Regions from separate parts of the Gossypium arboreum genome. Here region 1 is linked to region 2. A link is a contact called in public Hi-C data. All regions are on one chromosome and are shown on one strand. Each heading gives the region's core, a stretch centred on a gene start, on an enhancer-like site or on the middle of the called end of the contact. The rest is flanking DNA. Distances are from core to core; before and after follow the strand shown. Region 1 holds the start of LOC108464866 (REF/SRPP-like protein At1g67360). Region 2 holds the start of LOC108464869 (meiosis-specific protein ASY1).

Region 1 (4,708 bases), core at 933-3,432, 230 kb after region 2:
CCATGGTGGAGCGCATGTCTTCATTAATCCTCTCGGTTGCGTCAACGTGTTTCTTTGTTCATTAGTCTATTTCAGTGTTTTGTTATTCATGTCTGCTTGCTCCAACAATTTCAATTGGTGTTCGGTCATTGCTTTGTTTGAATATGCAGACATTGAGACCACACATTGTTTGTTCAATTTTGTGATAATGTCCTTGATGTTTTTCTTGATGCTGCAAGAAGAGTTAAATCTTATTACGATTATATTAATATTAATTTGGGGTATAATTATAAACTTTACTTTCATGGAAAACAAGTACATGATAGTACCCTTGGTAGGTATTGATGCTGAAATTTATATGATATTAACTTTAGCCATTTGAGGAAGTGAAGAGCAAATTACAAGAGTGGTTATGAAATAGGATCCTGGTTGAAAATTGTTAGCTTCTACCATAAATGGTTGCCTGGTTTACATGTAGGTGTCGTTAGCCAATTGGTAGACAAAGAAATTATGGAGCTTTCTTGATGGACAACCTTCCTCTTGTGAAATCTTTTAGTGGAAAAGTTGGCTTTGAATCTCAACGTGTCGGTTTCTTGCAAAATCAGAGTGTTCCCATATTCACATGATACAATCAAATATGCTAGTGGATGTATTGTTGGTTGCTCTCTTTTAGCTATCCATGGTGGAACAAAGGATGGGAAGAAGTTCCAAGGTGATTGGAATGCCATTAAAGCTGTTAAAAATGCACTTAAAATGCCAGTTTTTGCCTGTCTCTTTGTACTAATCCCGCTGTTAGTTATATGTTTCCATGAGTTATATGTGTTGTGTAAGTGGTTGTAGTGTTTAGTACAGAGTTTGCAATTTTTCAGTCTTGTTCTATTTTATTTTGTCACTCAACATGAGCTACTCAGATGATATAGCAGAGTGTATCTCAATTTTTTTACTTCTGCATGTAATAAAATGCCTCACATTTTGGAAATGTTTTACCTTCTACTTATTAATAATTTTATGATTGTTTGGAAAATGAAATTTGTGTTTGTGTTTGGTCATTGCTCAATAATTTGGAGCATGTTTTAACTAAAATATATACATATGGTTGTTTATGTAAATTAATTTGTATTTAACCATAAATAATTATTATTTAATTCAAAAATAAATAAAATTATGTTAGAAAGAATTTTTTGAACGAGTATTCTTTGATGTTCAAAGCTTAGATTTTGTAAAAATTTTGTTAAAGCAAAATCACCCGAACATAAAAAAAAATTTATAAGTTCATTTTTGAGAAATTATATTTTAAGTAATTTTTCATGTAATAGCACACCCTGATTATTAATATATCGTGGATTAACCACTAATATAATAATAAAAGAATATATTGATATTAAATCTGTAGTTCACATCCCAATCCAAAACACTAAACAACTCTGATTCTTCTCCTATATATATTAATATGTTCAATTTTATATAAAATATAGAAAACACAACCTAATACAACTTATAAAATTATAATATTTTTGTAAAAAAAATCTAATAATTAAATCTTAACGACTCAACACTTGCTTCCCTCCTATCACAATTATGAGTTCCAAAAGTAAAATGAGACACAAAAGCCGTTGAATTATTTAAAGTTATTGTGTTATTAAATTTTTTTAAAAGTTTAATTAGTGAATTTTAAGTGACACTTCAATGATCAATAAAGTAGATTAATATTTATTAATAAGTATAATAACATATCTTATATTTAAGTTAATTTGATAATTAATATCAAAATTAAAGGACAATATTTTTGAATGTTAGTTTGAAATTTATAACATTCAACATTATTTTTTAAAAAAATTAAACTGTAAAAAAAAGAGTAAGAAAATCTTTTAATTTGTGCAAGTAATACAAACGAAAAAAGTTATACAATAATAATTTTAATCATTCAATAGTTTAAATAAAATTTTTAAATTATTTTAAAATTTTTAAAATTAAATAATTAAAATATAATTTACAAATAATTTAATAATATTCAGCGCAATTAGATAGAATAAAAATTGGTGTGGGAATGGGTGGACCTCACAACAGACCGCCCAAGAATAAGAAAATGGTTCCCTTAGATATTATTGCATCTCCACCAAGTAAGATCCTTCCACGTGTCCTTCTAGAATCCTCTATTTGCACCCAGAAAAGTAAAGAAAGATGAAATTGGAAAACCGCCCGCTCTGGCATTGTGATATCCTTAGATCCGATATAAACCGTTGGATCTCATCTAACATCCCATATGAATTCATCTATAAAATAAATAAAATTGCACTTGTTTTACACCGTAGATTACGATCGTTTATTTTCTCTCAAAAAAGTGAAGCAAAGGATACTTGCATCAAACAGATGGCAACCATGGAGAAGGTATTTTGATCTCTTCTTTCTTCTTCTCCTCCTTTCTCCCTTATTTTAAAATTTAAGCTTAGAGCTTTTTTGTTTGTGATTTGATTTAAAATGTTAGGGGTTAGAGTTTGAGAACAAGAATTTAGGCCTCAAGCACCTAAACTTCGTCAGGGTGGCTACAATCCACGCCTTGGTTTGCGTCTCGAACCTTTACGATTACTCTAAACAGAACTCGGGGCCGTTGAGATCCACCGTTGACGCCGTCGAGCATGCCGTTACCACTGCCGTCGGTCCCGCCTACGGGAAATTTAAGGATGTTCCTGATCATTTTCTTGGATTTCTTGATAACAAGGTATTCGCCCATTAAGAAAAAATCACTGTTTGGAACTTTTGATCAGAAGTTTCTGTTGATTAGTTCTTTCTCGTCTTTAAGTTTAGCAAGTAATTTTAGTATTTTGAAATTCATCGGAAGAGTAAGGATTAAATCTAATATTTTAAAAATGGGGAAAGTTCAGTTTAGCGTGAACCAATTTATTCCTAACTTTATTATCGTATTTGATTAAAATAACCGTAGGTAGATGAGGTTTCACACAAATTTGACGAGCATGCTCCAGCACCAGCCAAGCAAGTGGTTAACCTGGCCCACGATTTGGTCCAAAAGGCAACCCAAAAGGCTCAGAAACTAGTAGAGGAGGCTCGAACCAATGGAGCACGAGGGGCTTTGCACTACGCTGCAGCTGAGTACAAGAACTTGGTGTTGGTAAGCTCGACCAAGTTGTGGGTTAAACTGAACAGCAACTTGACTTTCAACTCAGTGACAGAAAAGGTTGTTCCCAAAGCAGCTAATTTGTGTGAGAAATACAACAGTTGGTTAAAGGAGAAGAGCGGAAAAGGTTATCCTGTGGTTGGGTATTTACCATCGATTCCCGTTGATGCCTTTGGGAAGGCTGTTAAGGAAGCTGAAGGAAAAGAGAAAGCAAATGCGGATGATCATAAATCTGAATCAGATTCAGATTAGGTGTTTGGTTTCTGAGTGTGTTAGTAGAGAGGCAATGTGATGCTTTGCCATTGTAAATTGGCTACATGTCGAATCTAATATGACTTGGTTCGTTTAGATGTCTGACATGTTTGCTCTCTGAATTTGTGGCTGATTTTATGATATGCCCTTTTCAACTTTCAATCTTCCAGCTTGTATTAGATTATGAGTACATACGATTAAAAAGTTATTTATTTTTAATTTAAAATTAAATTAGGCATTTTTTAAATAATAAAGGTTTACCTATTGGTGAAAAAATAAAGGTTAAAATCTGTTTTAGTCCTTGCATTTACATAAAATTTGAGTTTTAGCTTTTGTATTTTTAGAAATTAAAAATTCAATTCAATCATCACTGACATTAGGTAATTTTTAAAAATTTTGTTAAATCATATTTTGATAATTTCTGATGAAAAATTAAAAATGTTAATACATAAATAAAATTATTTTCAAAATAGAAAATATGGTTTTTAGCTATTTTTCTATCAATTCAGTTAGTGAATTTAAGATAATTATTTTATACTTTAGGGTTAATGTAAATTAAATAATATAAATTAAATAAAACAAATAGTTAAAAGACATGAATTTAATTAATTTTAAATAATTTACCAGTTAATTGAATTTTTAAGTTCTATTACTAAAATCTCAACCGTGACAATCAAGTTTGATTTTTGCTTGAGAAATAAGTATATATTAAACTTAATTGTTCAATTTTTTTCTGTCTAATAAAGTTCTAAACTTGGTTTTGTTGGAAGTCAGTTCACTTTGTGCTGCTCCCTAGTCTTCGTGCTATTCCCTTCTGGCCATGGATTTTACCACTTCTTTTAACTAAGTGACACCAAAATATGGATTAACCAATTAAATCAAAATAAAATAAGTTTGATTTTATTTATTTAGAATCCTTTTATTTCCGAATTTCAAACCTAAATCTTTCTTTGATTATTCAATTTTTTTAATCGATTTTGCATTTTTAAAACAAATGAATTGGTATATTTTTAATTAATAAATATTAAATACATATTCATATCTAAATCTAAAATCGTATCAAATCCGTCTGAACCTAAAATTTAAATCCAAATAACAAACCAATCCAAAATTTAATTTGACTATATGGCTACGAAGTTACTAATGGAAGCAAGGCTACGGGCACATCATCTGCTACTGCTACTGCTACATTTCACCTTTTTATGTTTCACTTAATGCTTGTTCCGGTATCAAAAAGAAATATTCATGAAACTTTGTAATTACAATAATAACGATCTTTTTTTTTAAGTTTCTACTATTAGAAATACAATACAAGCTCAATTTTATACCTAGGCAACTACAGGT
Region 2 (5,390 bases), core at 1,826-4,325:
ATTTAGGTAGATTTCAGAAGTATAATTGGTAAGTTTTAAAGTGGTCAAATGAATGTGTTATGAATGTCATGTTGTATGTGTGGATGGATCATGTTATAAACTTGAAATTGGTTGGTTTTGAATGCTCAATGTGCCATGATTGTATGCAATTTGATGTATAGGTTGGAACCTATTCGGGTGAGAAACATGGCTTGGAAAATGACCAATTTTTGTCCACATAGGTAGAGACACGGACGTGTATCTCAGCTGTGTGTGATACACGACTAGGTGACACGGTCATGTGTCCCCTGATACTTCTATAGAAATCAAGTCAGTAGCTTCACAAGGCCTAGCACACGGGCGTGTGGCTTGGCCGTGTGGCACAAGTCAGTATAGCCTCTAGTTTTCACACGGCATAGCACATGGCTTGACATACGGGTGTGTGAGGCCCTTTTGAAGGTTACACGGCCTGGCACACGGGCGTGTGGTCTGGCCGTGTGATCCAAGTTAGTGAGTTACACGGGGTAGGACACGAGCTGGAATAGGACCATGTGTCCCCATTTCAAATGCCTACACGACCTAAGACACGGGCGTGTTACTTGGCCATGTGAGACACACGGCTTGGCCACATGAGTGTGTGTCCCCTGCACTTTGAAAATTTTCCTTACTTTCTTAAAATTTCTTAAGTACTTTGTTTAGTCTCGAACCCCTTTTCAATGACTATTTAAGGTCTCGAGGGCTCGTATTAGGGACTATATGGATGAATTTGAATGGCTTTTGTTTGATATGAGAAATGAATATAAAATGTATAATTGTTTGAGTTTAAGTCTGGTAATGCTCTGTAACCCTGTTCCAGCGTCAGATATGGGTTAGGGGTGTTACACTTACACCATGTTTAATGTTTCCTATACTATCAACCATTTTCAAATCTTAGCTCAGATCAGTTCTCTACTCTCTTTCTTTCTTAGCTCAAATCATTTGCCCTTATCTCCATTTCACTTAAAAAAGACTACAAATGTTTTGATCTACCTCCTTTATTAGCATTATGGATGACTTTTCTGTTTTATCTTAATTGCCTGAAATAGTTGTCTCATGTTCAAATATATATAATATATTCTTGTCTTGCTCTATATGGTCCCTAATATATTTATATTCTTCATATATATAATTAGTTTCCTTTTTAATTGATTTGCAGAGCGATGGTGGGAGAAATAGGCAGTAAAAATTCGGTTTTGAAAACAATTCATCAATAGTTCAAGTGAGCCTTAATGTGAGCTAAGAAACAACTCAACATTTCTTACAGATGTTGGAAATCGACACCATTATCATCCCTCAATGGATTTGTACCAATTTTAATGCTGGTCATGGAGTGTGATCAACAAATTCATGTTTCTACCATTTTTGGGTGTATAAGTTTGAACTTGTATTGTAATAAAAATGTAATCTATGGAGTAAAATGGTTCAAGAATTGGCCTTTGTCAAATTTGAATATAAAAAAGTAATGAAATATTGTGTAATTTTATCCTTTTACACTTTTGTTTTTCTTTGTGACCTTTTCCAACATTATTCTTGTATTTGATTCAATGAAAAAGTGAACAACGACAAGAAATAGAATGATCCAAATTTGAAAAAAAAATAGTCATGTACCTAAAATAATAATAATTATATTAAGAAAGCTATTAAATTATATATTATTTTATTAAATTTTATTAATAATTATGTTAAAATATGATTAAATTATTTATTATGATTTTTATTAATTTATATTTTAATAATAATTATATTAAGAATATTATTAAATTATATATTATTTTATTAAATTATATTTAATAATAATTGTGTTAAAATATGATTAAATTGTTTACTTTTTATTAAATTATATTTAATAATAATCTTATTAAAATTTAATAACAATAACAATAATCATTTACCTAAAAAATTCTACTAAATGTATTTCGGTCATTTAAATATTTTTCCTTATACTATTACAATATCTATTCCATTCCAACCAAATATAAAAATATTATTTACACTCTATTCAATTCCATTGAACCAAATAATTAAATTATGATGACAGATTCGTTCTATTACAACTTTATTCCATTACATTTCTATTCCATTATACCCTTATTCTATTCACCCCAACCAAACGTAGAGTTAATGTATTGAATTTATGTACTATATATAACTTTTATTTATGTAATGCATGATATATATACGACAATAATTTATGGTCATAAATTCTTTCTTTAGGATAATAAGGATGATAATTATATATATTTTTATGAATTTCTTGAGGTTAACATTATTTTATTTATACACTTATGCATTGCATAACCTTGTGTTTATCCTTATGTATTATTTTATAACATTGTTTGTGTATTATCTTATGCATCTTTATGTACATTCCTGCATTACTTTTGTATCTTATCATGTGTATTATTTTTATATATTATTTTATAACATTTATGCATAATTTTGACAAAAAAACACTTATTATTTATGTAATAAAAAATTGTAATTGACTAAAATTTAATAAAAAATTTAACGGTACTACTAATTATTAAAATTTATATTACCATTCTAATTAGAATAAAATATTCAAATTAACTAATGATATTATAAAAGTTGATGTACTAAATTATATTAAAATTAAAATATATAAATTAAATCTCAATTTGAGTGAAATATAATCATAAATTGAAATTTAATTATTTTATAATTTTAAAAATAGAGAAATTAGAATTAGAATTTACTCGCTTGTTAAAAAAAAAAAAGGATAAACAATGGATTAAGCCTTCATTTTATTTGAAAATGGAAAATGGAGGTTCATGAGCAAGCTCGCGACGGTGCTCAGCGGACGTCTAGTTTTCATGTAACTGTCTCTCATTGGCAGAGTGGGTACGGTGCTTCAACGGACTCCAAGTCCCGGCAACCAGTGCTTAGTTGATGATGTATTGGCCAAGCTGAAGCTGCCACGTCAGCATTCCAAGACCAAAACGCCCTTAATGTTCATGTAAAATAACAATTTCATCCCTCATCACCACACTTTACAGTTCAAACACACCATCTGCATTTTTAATTTAGCCGTGCTTAAAATTTAAATTTCATGTACCGACCTTCTATAAATAGCGACTCCCTAACTCTCCAAGCTCATTTCTCTCCCGCCATTACTTACTTTCTCTCTCTCTCTCTCTAATTTGATTCAAATTTCCAAGCCAAACACTCTAGTTTTCTCTGAAAATTTCTCTTTATCCTCGCTTTCTGCCATTTGAGTTCTTAGCTCTCTCAATCAAAATTCTACAACAATGGTGGGCTTTAAAATCAAAGCATTTCCTATCCATAATCACGATTTCACGTTTTCTTTGTATTTCTCTACTCCAATCTCGTTATAACTTGTACCGCTTTATCTTGTCAGGTTGTTGCGCAGAAGGTTAAAGAAGCGGAGATCACCGAGCAAGATTCTCTCCTTCTGGTAAAACATTTCCACTATCCAGTTCTAGCTCGTTTCTTTGATTCCCCTGGCATTGATTTGATGTCTCAACACAGCGTTAAGTTTGCTTGTTTGCTGTTCTATACTTAGTCGCTACATAAATTTTTGCTCTGTTTTTCTCCTGTTTGATCGTAATATAGTTCCTTCTTTTATCTTCAAAAATTTGAGTGCATCGATAAACTCAATCTGATAAATGCAACGTAGGCAGAAACCAAAATCTCTGTTCTCGTTTTTTGCTGAAATTTAACTTCTCTAGGAAACTTGGATATTAAAGGCTTTTTATGTACCAATAGTCTGCAGATCTGAACATTTTAATTTTGCTTTGTCGCTTCGATGAAAATTTTTCTCATAGCTGGTAATGCCTGCCGTTAAATTTTTTTTCAGTACTGATTCCTTATAGTTCATCGCAACTTCGCGAGAAAATTGCTCTGTTTTTCTGTTTCTCTCGTGAATTTTGCTGCACAATGGATCCGAGTTTCTTATTTTTATTATCATAGTTAGACCTAGAAGCTTTTGGAATTGAAGCTTTGATTATAAATATATTTAACTTGATCTCATCTTTGTGTATTGATTTTTCTCCTGACAGACGAGGAACTTGCTTCGTATTGCTATTTTCAATATTAGCTATATCAGAGGCCTTTTTCCAGAAAATTATTTCAACGATAAATCCGTCCCTGCTTTAGGTAAGCTTCATCTTCTAAGACTTTCACAAATTTCATTTTAAAATTTCCAAAACCTCTTTGGCTAATTTCTTCAAAATCGTAACAATTATCATTAGAGATGAAGATCAAGAAGCTGATGCCGTTGGATGCAGAGTCTCGTAGACTGATTGATTGGATGGAGAAAGGCAAGTTGTTTTCCATTGATTCTTCACTTCTTTTTCCTGTTTTCATCGTTGTCGCATCCTTGAATTTAATTATTCGATCATTTATCTCTTCTTCCCAGGTGTCTATGATGCATTGCAGAAAAAGTACCTGAAAACACTATTGTTCTGCATATGCGAATCAATAGATGGAGCAATGATTGAGGAATATTCCTGTAAAATTTCCGAGTCACCGTTTTTCTAACCGTATTCAAAGTTTAGTGGTTCGATTCTTGATTTAATAAATTGAGTATCCCTTCTCAATGCAGTCTCTTTTAGCTATTCCAATTCTGATACCCAAGAGGTTTCGATGAATATTAATCGCACTGGAAGCAAAAGGCATGGCAGAGCATTCATCTGCAACTCCACCACTGAAGTTACTCCCAATCAAATGAGGTGATAAAAATTCGATTCATTCAACCCAGTATAATCTTGAATTTTCTACCAATTGTTGTTTAAAGATGCAATTTTAAGTTAAAACTTCCATAACAACGTAAAATTTCAGGAGTTCTGCTTGTAAAATGGTCCGTACTCTGGTTCAATTGATGAGAACTCTCGATAAGATGCCTGAAGAGGTAAATTTTAGCAAATAAGCTTTCTAAATATTTCTTTTACATACAGCTGTATTGGTATTATTAATTGTGATATCTTTATTCTATCTTCTGTTTCAGCGTACTATACTAATGAAACTCCTCTACTATGATGATGTGACGGTACGCCTTTCTTATTTTCCCCGTGAAGACTTTGCTTACCATCTACCTCAATTCTGGGGCTAATTTAGTTTAAAATTTCCCAAATGTTCAATAAAATATGGGAAATTATTTGTGAATTCTTGTTGTCTATATAAGTGGATTGGGTATTTGGTTGTTGAGCATATGTTCACTTCTCCGGGTAATAGTCGTAAAATTGGCCAGCTGTCGCATGCTTGCAATGCATATTGAACTGAAGCAACTCGTTGCTTGTTTGTCTATGTGCTGATTTTCCAGTTTTCGGGTAACTGTTTTGTCAAAGTTTTTTAGATTTAACTTCAAAATATGGTATTATGGTAACGCGCTA

The links. A called contact is a pair of places that touch in the nucleus more often than the background predicts.
Region 1: a contact with region 2 is called in a Hi-C map of leaf, with 6 times the contacts expected there. The contact joins the promoter of LOC108464866 here to the promoter of LOC108464869 in region 2. A contact is called at or near these places in 3 of 5 Hi-C or Micro-C datasets (all in leaf).

Annotation. Positions count from the first base shown.
Region 1 is chr3:22,193,837-22,198,544 of ASM2569848v2, forward strand. It overlaps LOC108464866 (REF/SRPP-like protein At1g67360), which reads left to right and starts at 2,183. Exons shown (of 3, transcript XM_017765142.2): 1 at 2,183-2,367; 2 at 2,465-2,698; 3 at 2,921-3,595. The coding sequence starts at 2,350. The coding sequence ends at 3,364.
Region 2 is chr3:21,960,135-21,965,524 of ASM2569848v2, forward strand. LOC108464869 (meiosis-specific protein ASY1) reads left to right here and starts at 3,076. Exons shown (of 22, transcript XM_017765146.2): 1 at 3,076-3,290; 2 at 3,398-3,454; 3 at 4,059-4,155; 4 at 4,251-4,319; 5 at 4,418-4,510; 6 at 4,604-4,730; 7 at 4,840-4,909; 8 at 5,006-5,047. The coding sequence starts at 3,288.